Regions from separate parts of the Macaca mulatta genome. Here region 2 is linked to region 1. A link is a contact called in public Hi-C data. All regions are on one chromosome and are shown on one strand. The core of a region is the stretch at or near the end of the contact, and the rest is flanking DNA. Distances in the headings are between cores, read along the strand shown. Region 1 holds the start of PRELID3A (PRELI domain containing 3A). Region 2 holds the start of LOC114673764.

The links. Hi-C and Micro-C count contacts between places; a contact is called where the count stands out from the background.
Region 2: a Hi-C map of liver shows a contact between it and region 1, with 5 times the contacts expected there. The contact joins the promoter of LOC114673764 here to the promoter of PRELID3A in region 1. A contact is called at or near these places in 6 of 14 Hi-C or Micro-C datasets (CD4 T cells, blood, fetal cortex germinal zone and 3 more).

What each region holds. Positions count from the first base shown.
Region 1 is chr18:83,099,044-83,106,592 of T2T-MMU8v2.0, forward strand. PRELID3A (PRELI domain containing 3A) reads left to right here and starts at 5,024. Exons shown (of 7, transcript XR_013408424.1): 1 at 5,024-5,086. It overlaps LOC114673879 (U7 small nuclear RNA), which reads left to right and starts at 2,176; the gene lies at 2,176-2,237.
Region 2 is chr18:83,329,164-83,336,712 of T2T-MMU8v2.0, forward strand. It overlaps LOC114673764, which reads left to right and starts at 4,237. Exons shown (of 4, transcript XM_077975406.1): 1 at 4,237-4,599; 2 at 4,835-5,033. The coding sequence starts at 4,351. The coding sequence ends at 4,861. The region is part of intron 1 of SPIRE1 (spire type actin nucleation factor 1); the gene reads right to left. It overlaps LOC144336557 (a long non-coding RNA gene), which reads left to right. Exons shown (of 2, transcript XR_013408443.1): 1 at 1-18; 2 at 1,362-1,419.

The DNA of each region.
Region 1 (7,549 bases), core at 3,774-6,273:
GGTATTCAGAGATGGTACCTTTGGGAGGTGATCCGGTCGTGAAGGTGGAGCCTCATGAACAGGATGACTGCCCTTATAAAAAAAAGGGGACCCCAGGGAGCTCCCTCACCCCTTCTGCCACGTGAGAACGCAGCAAGAAAACACCATCTAAGAACCAGGAAGCCAGCCCTCACCAAACACCAAATCCACCAGGGCCTTGATCTCCTCAGCCTCCAGCACCCTGAGAACTGATTGATGTTTAAACCCATTTATGCCTGAAGTTGCAATTTTTTGAATTTTTGCTATCAGACCTTGGCAATTACTTTGAGCAGTAGGATATAAATAGCTCCCACATGCTTAGCGTTCCGATAATGGAACGCTAGGCATAAATGGGTTTAAGCTGCCCAGTCTGTGGAATTTTGTTGTGGCAGCCAGGGCAGCCTATGAGGGAGTGGCTGGCTATGTCCTTGAGAACTGTTTCTTTACTGTTTCTCTCTTTCTTCCTTTCTTTCTCTCTTTCTTTTCTTTCTTTCATCGCTTTCCTTTCCTTCTTTCATCTTTCTTCCTTTTTTTCTTTCTGTTTTTTTTTTTTTTTTTTTTTTGATGGACTATCACTCTGTCACCCAGATTGGAGTGCAATAGTGTGATCTTGGCTCACTGCAACCTCTGACTCTTGGGTTCAAGTGATTCTTCTGCCTCAGCCTCCCAAGTAGCTGGGATTACAGGTGCCTGCCACCACTCCTGGCTAAATTTTTGTATTTTTAGTAGAGATGGGGTTTCGCCATGTTGCCTAGGTTGGTCTCAAACTCCTGGTCCCAGGTAATCCGCCCGTCTCAACCTCCCAAAGTGCTGGGATTACAGGCATGAGCCACCATGCCTGGCTTTACATTTTCTTTCTTGCTGGTGACTTTTACCCTCCTGTTGGCATTGACATGGCCACACTAGTTCCAGAAGCTAACCAATGAAAAAAACTTGTGCTTTGGACCCAGGGCCTTTTTCCTGGCAGTCTCTCAGCAGACACCCTCCTGTCTCCCAGGCCTGTGCTGGGTCACATGAAGGCTCCTAAATGAACCTCAGACCCTCAGACCACAAGGCAGCCTTGCAGCAAGGGGGCGGCTTCCCTGAGGCACTGAGTATGAGATGGGTACCACCACAAAGTCAAGGTTCTGTTAGGGAGGAAGAAGGTCCTCAGAGTGGGATACTGGAGTTTGAGATTTTTGAGGTGAAGGAGTTCAAAATGTGAGCAAGAGCCAAGATCACGCCATTGTACTCCAGCCTGGGCAATAGGAGTGAAACTCCGTCTCAAAAAAAAAAAAAAAAAAAAAAAAAAGGGCCAGGCGCAGTGGCTCACGCCTGTAATCCCAGCTTTGGGAGGCCAAGGTGAGCAGATCACCTGAGGTCAGGAGTTCAAGACCATCCTGGCCAACATGGTGAAACTCCCTCTCTACTAAAAATATAAAAATTAGCTGTGCGTGGTGTTGGGCACCTGTAATCCCCGCTACTCAGGAGGCTGAGGCAGAGAATCACTTGAACCCGGGAGCTGGAGGTTGCAGTGAGCCGAGATCGTGCCACTGCACTCCAGCCTGGGTGACAGAATGAGGCTCCATCTTAAAAAAAAAAAAAAAAAAAAAAAAAAGATAGGCCCAGGGACCACAGGCCTCTGGGTAGGTCATTCTTGAGGATATTGACATCACCCAGAATTATGGCACAAGGTGGCAAGGGCATGGAGAGGGACACAGCAAGCCAACCTGCCAGACCCTGTAAGTGGAGGGGTGCTGGAGAGGAGCAGGTGACAGACAAAGAGGAAAGGGGGTGGGATGTGCTTCTTTTCCTTCTCCTTGAACCCTGTTGACTATAAGCACCTTAATTCTGAGCAGGTTTCATCCTACTGCTCTGGGCAGGTGCCCATGTCTTTCCTATCTAGGGCAACAGCTTCTTGCCTGGCCTCCCTGCCTGCCCCTACTCCCTCTACTCCCTGGTTTCCAAGCTTCACTGCATTCCGGAATCCCCAGGGAGCTTCTCAAAGCCTAATGCCCAGGCCACACTGCAGTCCAGTTGAAGGAAAGTCCCTATGGCTGCTTCCAAGCACCAGCACTTGCCAGGACTCCTCAGGTTACCCATTATTACGCAGCCTGGGTTGGAACGACACCTCTGCCTGTCCCCACACTGCCCATTCTCTTCTCAAAAGCCAGGTGGAAGTGGTACAGTTCTTTTAGAATTTCTCTGGCAGGTCTTCTTGTTTTTACTGGAAAATCCTCCAAAGGAAAAAACAATAAAAAGGCAGTAGGAACAAGTCATTCCCATTCATTCAAAAAACAGTTGTCTGGCTAGCACCGTGGCTGTCACCTGTAGTCCCAGCACTTTGGGAGGCCAAGGCAGAAGAACTGCTTGAGCCCAGGAGTTCAAGGCCAGCCTGGGCAACATAGCAAGACCCTGTCTCTACAATATATTTGGTTTTTATTAACCGGGCATAGTGCCTGTGGTCTCAGCTACTTGGGAGGCTGAGGAGGGAGGATCACTTGAGGCCTGGAGGTTGAGGCTGCAGTGAGCTATGATCACACCACTGCACTCCAGCCTGGGTGACAGAGTGAGACCCTGTCTCTCTCTCTTTTTTTTTTTTTTGAGACAGAGTCTCGCTGCGTCACCCAGGCTGGAGTGCAGTGGCGTGATCTTGGCTCACTGCAACCTCCGCCTTCCGGGTTCAAGTGATTCTCGTGCCTCAGCCTCCCGAGTAGCTGGGATTACAGTCATGCACCACCACATCCGGCCAATTTTTGTATTTTTAGTAGGAGACGGGGTTTTACCATGTTGGCCAGGCTGGTCTCAAACTCCTGACCTCAAGTGATCCTCCCTCCTCGGCCTCCCAAAGTGTTGGGATTATAAGCATGAGCCACCACATCCGGCTAACCCTGCCTCTTAAAAAGAGAAAAAAGGCCAGGCATGGTGGCTCACGCCTGTAATGCCAGGCCGAGGAGGGTGGATCAGGAGGTCAGGAGTGTGAGACCAGCCTGACCAACATGGTGAAACCCTGTCTCTACCAAAAATACAAAAATTAGCCTGGCGTGGTGGTGCTTGCCTGTAATCCCAGCTACTCGGGAGGCTGAGGCAAGAGAATCGCTTGCACCCTGGAGGTGGAGATTGCAGTGACCCCAGATTGTGCCATTGCACTCCAGCCTGGGTGACAGAGTGAGACTCTGTCTCAAAAAAAAAAAAAAAAAAAAAGAAAGAAAGAAAAAAGAAAAGAAAATAAAAAAGAAAAAAAGTTTTCAAGTCCCTAATATTTTCCAGGCACTGGGAATACAAAGATGAAAAATACATGAGTGTCCCCCACAACAAAGTCGAACAAAGACACTTCCTCAGGGGACAGAAGTATACACAGCATTGTGATAGGTGCTATGGCAGAGAACAGCTCCATGGCATCCAGTAGTCACCTCTAAACCCAAGGTGGGGAGGAGGCCAGAAGCCTTCCCAGAAAGTAGGCCCTTTCCAGCTTCGCCATCTTCATCTCCACCTGACTTTGGCCTCCCATAGACAGCCGAGCCTACTTCCTGGATCTAGCTTGAGTTAAACGGTTTTGCCTCACAAATCTCAAATTCTCAAATCTGTCTGAGCTCACCATGAATTATAAAGCCTTTTATAATTCATGTGACAACTCGTGCCATGAGCTGTGGCTCCTGTCTCCCTTTCTGGCCTCAACTCTTGCCATTTGCCACGGGACCCTACGGTCCAGCCTCCGGCTTCTGGGCCTTGTGTATTCTGCTCTCCTCCCAGGAAGATACCTCCAGGACCAGCACAGAGCAGGGCTCTTTGGGTGGAGGAAACTGAACCAGTGCCTGGGATGAAGAAGGCGAGGACGTGTGCAGGAATCACCATAGCTCAGGTAGCCTGAGGCCAGTGCACCTAGGACGGGGAGGGGTCTCCTTTAGTGTCAGCATCTCCCGGAGAGCTGTCCCCACGGCCACAGACGTCCCCGGGGCGCCAGGCCCTGCTCTAAGCTGGGACTCAGCCGACTCAGACAAGGGCCCTGTCCTCTCGCCCCATCTCATCCTGGAGAAGAGTACCCTCTTCTCAGAACAAGCATGTCACTTCCTTGCACTTTAACTTCGTTTGCGGCAGTGCAGGGTACTTTACAAAGCTATAAAGGAGTTTATCCTGGTGCAAAGGGAGACTCTTTTTCCTTACAGGATTTGCTTTAGAAAACTTGTAATCACAAATTCTTTTTGAGATATACGTAAATTTTTTTAAAGCTAAATATTTCCCCCCAGTTTTACAACTCAAGAATGTATTTTCTCAAGGACTTGAGAGTCCTCTCTGAAATGTCATCCCCGTCTCCCAGTTCCGTGGGAGGGTAGGAGTCCAGCTACCAGAGAACCCCTGGCTTCAAATTGTAAACCTACCTCCTGTAGTAAATATATGAAAAATTCATTTTTCCTTTGGATAAAGGCAATTAGCAAACGCAAAGGGCCACTGCATTTACTAATGGCCACTCCATCATCAGGCGAATTTAAGATGAATTCTGTGACAAATGGTGCAGTGGAGTCCCCTCCCCGGAGGGCTGTCTCGTTTACCTCGGGAGCATGTGTGGGGTAGGTGGCATCCTCCCGGCTGTTTGATACAGGCTGAGATTTCTGTCATTGCAGCCTATTTGCGGATTGCTTGTGATGCACATCACATGCTGGTTTAATGTTTGTTCAAGACCCAAACTGCAGTGGAGTTTTGAGGGTTGACAGGTTCGTTTTTCATCACACGTCCCCGACAGTAGAAACCGGCGTAGCTGGACAGGGCCTTGGGGGAATTTGGACAGTGGGAATAAAGACGAGCGTCGCCTCCTACGCCCGCCGCATCTGCAGCAAGCGCGCACCGTGAACCTCCGGGTAGCAGCGCAGATCTCGGGCTGCGCCACAGCCGCGCCCGCAGAGCTATTTTTAGCCGCCGCAGCCTGCCCGGCCACCAGACTGGGTGGGCGGCACCCAAGAGCGCCCCGCCCATCGAGGCCCCGCCCACTCCGCGCCGGGAGCTGCGCGGGCCGGAGCACCCGGCCGGGATCCCAGAGCCCGCGCACTGCGCCGGCGGCAATGAAGATCTGGAGCTCGGAGCACGTGTTCGGGTGAGGCCTGGCTGAAGGCCGCAGTGGGGCCGCCCGGACGCCGGCTCCTGCTCCCGAGCCCGGCTGGAGCGGTCCGGGAAAGGCCGGACCTCACAGCGGGCCTCGCGGAGTCCCCAGCCCTGCGCCGGCCGTTCCCAGACCGCGACCTCGGCGTCCCGGAGAGGGGCACGCCCTTCCCCGGGACCGCGGTCTGGGCGAGGCGCTGCGCCCGGTCCGGCCTCTCCCCCGGCGTGCGCAGGGGCTTGGCTGCAGGCAGAGAGGCCCCGCTGGTGGTCCACGACCAGGGCGGGGGCAGCCGGAGCGGGGCGGCCGGAGCGGGGACGGCGGGGGCTGGGGCGGCCGGAGGCGGGGGAGGGGGCGGGGGCCTGGGGCTCGCTGCTCTCCTTTGGGTCGGGAGCCGGGCAGGGGAGAGGCCTGCAAGCTGGCGCCTTTGCTGAGATTGTCATAAATCTTCTGCGCGTTTCAGTGAGGGCCCACGGCGGGTTGTGAGCTCTGGAGAAAGCTGAAGGGAAAGAAGGCATTTGGGGGGCCCTGGCCCTGAACTCACTTTTAGGCACGGAAGGCCTCCAAGCCAGCGTGGAAAACCCCGAACTTTAAAAGTGCCCCCCCGGCACACGGATGGAAGTAGAGGTCATTATCTTAAGTGAAGCCAGGCCCAGAAAGACAAGTATCGTGTGTTCTCACTCCTAAGTGGGTGCTTAAGAATATGTTCACATGGATGTAGAGAGTGAACATCAGACGATGGAGACTCTGAAGGGTGAGCGGGTGGGAACAGGGAGGATAATGAGAAATTGGTTAATGGGTGCAAGGCACCTTCCCGGCTAATGCATACCCTAGGAGCGCTGACTTGATTACTACGAAATCTATGCATGTAACGAAATTGCACGTATACTCCATAAAATTGTGCAAATAAAAAGAAAAAAAAAGTGCCCTCCTAACCTAAGTGGTATCTTAAGTCAGTGATCTATGACACACTGAAATTATTCTTTAATATTTATTTACAGCAATAAAGATTTTTAAATTATCTGATCTCACTTAAGCATTAAGCATTTTATTTTTTGGGGAAAGAAAGTACTGCGTGGAAGGAAATTGTCATCCTTTGACTATTTTTTTATTTTTTTGAGACAGTCTCGCTCTGTCACCCAGGCTGGAGGGTTTTTTTTTTTTTTGGAAACAAGAGTCTTGCTCTGTAACCCAGGCTGGAGTGCAGTGGCGCGATCTTGGCTCACTGTAACCTCCCCATCTCGGGTTCAAGTGATTTTCCTTCCTCAGACTCCTAAGTAGCAGGGACTACAGGCATGGGCCATTACGCCTGGCTAATTTTTGTATTTTTAGTAGAGATGGGGTTTTGCCATGTTGGCCAGGCTGGTCTCGAACTCCTGACCTCAGGTGATCCACCCACCCCGGCCTCCCAAAGTGCTGGGATTATAGGTGTGAGCCACTGTGCCTGGCCTGACTTTAAACATGTAAAATTATTATAAAAATATATCAAGTGGTTTCAAAACCTCTGAAATTATTTTTCATGAAGTCTTTAGACTTGATGGGATCTACTTTTTTGTATGGCCTGTAGTGTTTCTCAAGTAGGGTTCCTTCAGCAACAAGGATGGGGCATCACTGAGCCGTCTGGATGCCGTGGACACTTAAGTCGTTGCATACCAGGGGTGCCCAAGCGGTTGGGGCTCAGTTTTCTCATGGAATGGCTGGGGTCTGCCCTAGAGGTTTGTTAACTGTCTGTGGACAAGCACAAATGAATAGCCAGCTGTGAAAAATCACAGTTGATGCTTTTGAAAATTGTTGCAGCTGCTAACTCCCATTTATTTTTTAAGGTTTACTGAAGTACACTTTACATACCATAAAATTATACACATTTTAAGTGTATAATTCATTAAGTTTGACTAAGTGAGACCATCACACAGTCCTGTCTTGGAACACTTCCATCCTCCTACAGAGGTGCCCCATGGGCATTAGCTTCCCATTTTACCCCATTTTCACCCCTGCCCCAGGCAACCAGGAATCTCTTTTCTGTTTTATGAATTTGCCTTGTTGGGACGTTGCATGTAAATGTCATCCTGCAATATGGGGTGTTTTATGTCTGGCTGCTTTCATTTCCCATGATCTTGAGGCTCACCATGTGGTAGAGTGTCAGTATTTCATTTCTCCCATCATTCATTTTGTATTCCTGGCACCCCGCCAGGGCCTGGTGCTTAGCAGGTACTCAGAAGGGGTGAGGAATCTCACACGGAGATCAGATGCCCTTCCAGGACGGGGGCAGCTATCCACCAAAGGAATCCTGGTCATCCCTGGAGCTGCTGTGGACTAGGTGCTAATTCTCTGCCATAGACTTTTGAACTTAAAAGCAAAGGGCTGTAATGAAGCCTGACAAATGTGGAATGTGGCTGGCTGTGGATGCTGTCATTGGCCTGTGGCTGGACGGGTTATGAATGATGTGGTACCATGAGGTGG
Region 2 (7,549 bases), core at 2,987-5,486, 230 kb after region 1:
GATCACCTGAGGTCAGGAGTTCGAGGCCAGCCCAGCCAACACGGTGAAAACCCATCTCTATTAAAAATACAAAAATTAGCTGGGCATGGTGGTACACAACTATAATCCCAGCTACTTGGGAGGCTGAGGCAGGAGAATTGCTTGAACCCTGGAGGCAGAGGTTGCAGTGAGCCCAGACCGTACCACTGCACTCCAGCATAGGCAACAGAGTGAGACTCCATCTCAAAAGAAAAAAAAAGAAGTGATCAAAAAAAAAAAAAAAAAAAAAAATTTGGCCGGGCACGGTGGCTCACGCTTGTAATCCCAGCACTCTGGGAGGCCGAGATGGGCGGAACACGAGGTCAGGAGATCGAGATCATCCTGGCTAACACAGTGAAACCCCGTCTCTACTAAAAAAACAAAAAAATCAGCCAGGCGCGATGGCTCACGCCTGTAATCCCAGCACTTTGGGAGGATGAGGCCGGCGGATCACCTGAGGTCTGGAGTTCGAGACCAGCCTGACAAACATGGTGAAACCCCGTCTTTAATAAAAATACAAAAATTAGCCGTGAGTGGTGGCCGGCACCTGTAGTCTCAGCTACATGGGAGGCTGAGGCAGGAGAATTGCTTGAACCTGGGAGGCGGAGGTTGCAGCGAGCCAAGATCGCACCATTGCACTCCAGCCTGGGAGACAGAGCGAGACTCCGTCCCAAGGAAAAAAAAAAAAAAATACAAAAAAAATCAGCCAGGTGTGGTGGCAGGCGTCTTTAGTCCCAGCTACTCTGGAGACTGACGCAGGAGAATGGCATGAACCCAGTAGGCAGAGCTTGCAAGCTTGCAGTGAGCCGAGATCGCGCCACTGCACTCCAGCCTGGGTGACAGAGCGAGACTCCATCTCAAAAAAAAAAAAAAAAGTTTTTTACTTATTTTCCCCAACTCGTTCCTACAATGGAAGTCTCATGAATACAAACGTTCCTTAAAAACAGAAAAAAGAAGTCAAGCGCAGTGGCTCACGCCTACAATCCCAGCACTTTGGGAGGCCGAGGCAGGAGGATCATGAGGTCAAGAGATCAAGACCATCCTGGCCAACATGGTGAAACCCCGTCTCTACTAAAAATACAAAAATTAGCTGGGCATGGTGGTGCATGCCTGTAGTCCCAGGTACTTGGGAGGCTGAGGAAGGAGAATCGCTTGAACCTGGGAGGCAGAGATTGCAGTGAGCCAAGATTGCGCCACTGCACTCCAGCCTGGGCGACAGAGGGAGACTCCATCTCAAAAAAAAAAAAAAGAAAAGAAAAGAAAAAGAGAGACTGGGCAAGGTGGATTACACCTGTAACGCCAGCACTTTGGGAGGCCAAGACAGTTGGATCACGTAAGCCCAGGAGTTCCAGGCTGCAATGAGCTATGACTACACCACTGCACTCCAGCGGTGCAATACAGCAAGAGCAGCGGTGCAATACCAGAGCAGCCTGGGCAATACAGCAAGACCCTGTCAAAAAAAAAAAAGAAAAGAAAAGAAAAAGAAAAAAAGAAAAGAAAGAGAGAAAAAGAAAGAAAGAAAGAAAGAAAGAGAGAAAGAAAGAAAAGAATTTTTAAGTGTGCACAACACCAAATTATTCATCAAGTTTAAGAATCAAGATAACATCTTCAGAAGACTGTGTATCCTCCTGAGCCATGCAATTATTCTTAAATCCCATGAGGAAATAAACTAATATTTTAGTATGAACTTCTTAAATAATTTTAGTCAATAGAAAATGCTCAAGTCTCTATTAACAACTTTGATTAGGCCTTCTCCATAACTGGTAGCGCAGGTCATGAGCAGAACTGAGAAAGAGAATTATAAACCTATTACGAATTGTGGAGAACAACTCCACTCACTATTTTCTCCATAAAGGCAGTTTATTACACTGAGATCAACATGTTATCACTCACACTAGTGATGTAAAAAATATTCCATTTCAACATAAGGTTCAGACCAAAAAACGAAAAAACAAAAAACCCATCCACGAGAATCTATCTATCTTTGACAACAAAACTACACTATTTTGGGATTAAGTTTAAGTGACAAGACAATGTAAACTGGGGGCTTGTTCTCTCCGGAAATCACCACTACCAATGCTGCTTCTGAAAGCAGGCTGCACACAACCATTTTTCCTCTGGAAACAGCTAAATTCCAAGGTACGATATTGCTGTATTTATTTATTTATTTATTTATTTATTTGACGGGGTCTTGCTCTGTCACCCAGGCGGGAGTGCAGTAGTGCAATCTTGGCTCACTGCAGCCTCCACCTCCCAGGTTCAAGCAATTCTCGCGCCTCAGCCTCCCAAGTAGCTGGTATTCCAGGGGCACACCACCACGCCCGGCTAATTTTTGTATTTTTTGTAGAGACATGGTTTCACCATGTTGGCCAGGCTGGTCTCGAACTCCTGACCCTCAGGTGATCCACCTACCTCGACGTCCCAAAGTGCTGGGATTACAGGCATGAGCCACTGCACCCGGCAAACATTGCTGTATTTTATAAATGTATCTTTTTGTACCAATTAATACACTATAAATTATAATTGCAAGTGTTTCTCACTAAGATTAAGTCCAGGTTTAAAAGCAATAAGCCAATCAAATAAACAAAAAACTATGTGAAATAGTTTCAAAAGATTAAAAAGATGGATTTAAATAAAAACTTGTTTACCTGACGCTAAAAAGTAAAAGATAAAAGCACGTAAATAAAAATGTGTTTACCTGACACTAAAAAACAAAAGATTAAAAACATGTTCTGGCGGAACTGAAAGAATAAGTATAACCTGGAATATTGTTTTAATCAAGTTAGACAAGGGTTTTCATTAAATGTCATTTTATTAATTCGAAATTACATCTTTCACCTTAAGCGTTTTGACATTTCCATCAACTTTCTAAAAGTGAGGGTAGATTGTTTTTCTATGTTTTTAATAGACTTGCCTCTCAAAAGAATGAATTAGATAAAAACTGATGAGAGAAACCTTTCCTCAACCTCCTCCTCCTCTTCAATGAGCATCTGAGTAAACCCTGGCTATAAATTACTGTTTAGGTCATAATCCTGAAAAATTTGCCTTAGACAATGACGTAACTAAGGCCCATTTTCTCTTTGTATCTGGACATCCTGTCAACTTTTTGCTTTACAAACCTGTTTTTCATCACAACCAATTTTCACACACAGGAATGTAATCGTGTTTTCCAACGTCCAGGAGCCAAAAATCATTATTTAGTCTATTTTTCCATTTCTCCCCAAAGAGCAGAATTCTCCTCAGGGTACATTTCTGAACGGAGGAAAGGCTGTCTAACGAGGAGCTCGGGGTTCCCGACAGCGGCACTGAGGATCCGCGCGGAGCCCCCGCGTGGAGCCTGCGATGCCCTCCCCACCCCGCGAACCCGGCCGTGCGCAGCAAACACGGCGTGAGGCGCACAGGCCGCTGGCCAGGAGCAGGGCCCAGCCCACCGCTCCCAAACGCGCCGCGGGCAGCTGTCGCGCGGGCTGCACAATGACGAGCGCCCCGCGGCCCGCAGGCCCAGGCCCACCCAGGGCCGCCCCAACGCCCTCCGCACAGCGGATCTGCGCCGCCGCCCGCCACGAGGCTCTGACCTCCGAGGGGCCCCGGCCCGCCCCGGCCTGACGCCGCCCTTCCCTGCGGGTCCCGGCCGGACCCTCCCGGGGGTATCCCGCGGCAAACGGGGGGCGGAGGGGGCGGAAGGGCCGGGGACGCTGAGGGTAAGGCGGCCCAGCTGGGGGCGTTCCAAGGACTACGAGGGAAAGGGGCCCGGCGGCCTCACCCGAAACGGGGGGCGGCTCTCCCGCGTCGTCGGCCGCGGGCGCCAGGGTGACGGCGCCGTCCCTCCAGACGCGGATCTGCGCGGCCGAGCGCACACGGCGGCGGGGCTGGCGGCGGCGGGCGGCGGCGCGCAGGGAGCCGCAGCACTGGTAGCACACGGCCCACGCCTGCTCCTCGTTGATGGGCTGGTTGTAGAGCCGCAGGATCTCCTCCAGGCTCAGCGCGTCCTGCGAGCCCCCGGCCGCGCCGCCGGCTGCCTCGGGCTCCCGCGGCCCCTCGCCGCCCCCCGCCTCAGCCCGCGGCTCCCCGCCGCCCGCCGGGCCGGCCGCCTGAGCCATCCCGCGGGTGGGCGCTGCGCTCGGCAGTCGCGCCGTGTGCCGGCGTCTCCTCAGCCCCGGAGCATCGTCTCCGCGCGCCGCCGCCTCACCATCCCCGGAACCGCCACCGCCCAACGCGGCCGCGCGCGCCGCCGCCGGGACCAGGCGAGTGCCCGGGAGGCGTGGGCGAGAGGAGGGCGGCGAGGACACGGCTGCAGTCCGGAGCAGACCGCCGCCGGCCGGTAGCGACGCGATGGCGTCCGGCGCCCCGCCCCGCCCCGCCTCGCGCAGTCCGGCGCCGCCCAGCGCCCGCCCCTCAGGGGGCCCCACGGGCCGGGGGATGCACGCTCTGGAGGTGAGGACCGGGCAGGACGGCCTGGCCTCGAGGCGAGATGGCCGCACGGTCTCTAGTGGGCCGCGACCCGCAAGGCTCGCAGAGTCGCAGGTGGTGACGCGCGGTCGGGGGCCCGGTCGCAGGGGACACACAGCTGGGGGCGCGATGGTGAGGGCGGCGACGCACGGTCCGGAGGGGACGCGCGGCCGGGTAGGGCGTGCAGGGTGGTGGGGCGTGGGGGACACGCGGGGCCGGGGTCGGACGCGCGGTCGGGGGGCGCAGGGGCAAGAGGGGCTCGCATTTATCACGGAAGCCCCCAGCCGACTCTGGCGGGGAACTGAGCGCGCCAACGCGGGTCACCGCCCTGCACAGCGGGAGAAGTCACCGCATTGACGTTCCCTAGGCGCTGGACGGCCGAAGGTCTGGTTGAGAACTTGAACCCGCCTGAAGCGGAGGCCTGAGAAAATGCAGGCCCGCTGAAGCCCGCCCGCCGGCCCTGAGCCCTGAAAGCCTCCCGCAGTTTCCCCTGACCCCGCGGCCGCTCTGCGCCTTTTCCGATTTCTTGCTGGTTGAATACCTCCCTCTCCACTCCCAACTTCAGGGTAAGCACCATAAAGATGGGGATCTTCACGGGTTTTCCTCACTGACGTCTCCCAAAAGCTAAACCAGGGCCTGGAATATAAACATGTCGTACATAATTTGCAGGTGTTCGTTTCAGCGTCCTTCCGGATTCATTTGTAACATTCGTCCCTTCCCTCACTAAGGTAGTGTCTCAAGTACCACACTCATCAGAGCGTGTGGAATGAATATCACAGTGGTAAAATTGAACTGAGGGCAATTAGCCATAGAAATAAAGAATTCCGCCCCCCCCACCTATTAAATATGCAATAAAACGGATAATTATTAATCATCCATTGGTAGATGAATTTAATCGATAAAATTCCACTGAGGCTAGTCCTGTGTGAAAGCCCTACAGAGTGTTGAAAGCATCAACCAAATAGGCAATGTGTATTAAATTCCTGTCAACCTTTTACGGCAGTTTTATGTGAAATGTTAGAAATCACGCTTTCAACAATCGTATCTTGCGGTAGAAACTACAACAGTCTATTTAAATTACAACCGTCTATGAAAATAAGATACCATCTTACATACAGCTGGGATGGGGAGGAGGGAGAAAAGCAACAGGACGAAAAGGAAGATGAAGAAATTGAAAGAGGGTCGTGCGCAGTAGTTTAGGCCTGTAATCCCAGCACTTTGGGAGGCTGAGGCGGGACGATCACTGACGTCAGGAGTTCAAGACCAGCCTGGACAACATGGTGAAACCCTGTCTCTACTAAAAATACAAAGAAAATTAGCCGGGTGTGGTGACGCACGCTTGTAATCCCAGGTACCCGGGAGGGTGAGGCAGGAGAATCGCTGGAACTTGGGAGATGGAGGTTACAGTGAGCCGAGATCACACCATTGCACTCCAGCCTGGGGGACAGAGCAAGAGTCAGTCTCAAAAGTAAATAAATAAGTAAAAAATAAATTGGAAGAGGAGAAGAAAGCTCTCCAGGCAATTTATTATAATTTCAGTACGAGAGATACAAAACAACCCCTTAAAGTAGTATCACTTAATTATAGGTTCCTAATCTCATTTGTAACAATGCAGTATCTATGCGTGCCAAAGCCCGGAGAGGCAAACATATAATTCCTTATGTGTGACACTATATATATAAAAATATATCTCTGTCCTCTTGATTAAAAACAGACAAACATTACCATATTTTGCTATTTCAAAAGTGTATCCAGTGTGAATTTTGAAAATACAGACTGGTTTAAAATATTTTGAACAAGCCAGGGAAAAAAATGATCTACTTTTATGGACAACACTACCACCTTCTGGCCTTATGGGATACTGCTGCCCATTGCACTTGGACAACTACAGCCAAAAACATTTTTGTCTTTGCCTTTCCCACCAGTAAACAAGATAAATGGGTTTAATAAGCTGGGGAATCTATGAGCCATTAACCTGCTAATCCTGGCATAGGGTAGTAAATAAATCTTGAAGACAACAGTACAGGGAAGGAGGAAGTGAGTAAAGGAAATCCGAACTTTATTTTTTAAAAGATGCATTATTTTTTTAGTCATCCCTCTAATCAATGGAAAAAGATGCAGTTTCTCTTTTTTTTTTGATTGAGACAGAGTCTCACTTGGTCACCCAGGCTAGGGTCAGTGCCGTGATTTCAGCTCACTGCAACCTCCGCCTCCTGGGTTGAGACGATTCTCATGCCTCGGCCTCTGGAGTAGCTAGGATTACAGGCACACGCTACCATGCCTGGCTAACTTTTGTATTTTTAGTAAAGACAGGCTTTCACCAAGTTGGCCAGGCTGGTCTCAAACTCCTGACCTCAGTAGTCCACCCACCTCAGCCTCCAAAAGTGCTGGGATTACAGATGTGAGCCACTGTGCCCGGCCAAAAGATGCATTCTTAAAAACAAATTTGCAACACTGGGATTTTCCTTGAGTGATGATTGTTTAAATATATACACATTTTGAGAGGGAGACATTACTGCACTGTATCACAGGACGGTTATATTCAACACAGGAGCTTTTTTTTTTTTTTTGTCAAGTAACAATTCATGGCTATGATATACTTAAATATTTTGCCTGTGTGAGCATATATGTAATTAAGTTGAGGAAAGATGACAAGTAGAATATTGTGTGATGTTTCTTCTCTACACAAAATAAAGGAAAATCTTTAAAATCCTAGCAGTCTTCTAAGTTTAGTTATACAACATGAACGCTTGACTCTTTTTTGTATAAAGACCATAACTTACTAACTTCTAAATGATTTTCAGTACTCCTTAAAGTTTTGATAAGCTGGCCGGGCATGGTGGCTCACGCCTGTAATCCTAGCACTTTGGGAGGCCGAGGCAGGCAGATCACCTGAGGTCAGGAGTTCGAGACCAGCCTGGCCAACATGGCAAAAACCCATCTCTACTAAAAATACAAAAATTAGCTGGGCATGGTGGCAGGCACCTGTAATCACAGCTACTTGGGAGGCTGAGGCAGGAGAATCACTTGAACCTGGGAGGCAGAGACTACAGTGAGCCGAGATTGCACCATTGCACCCCCA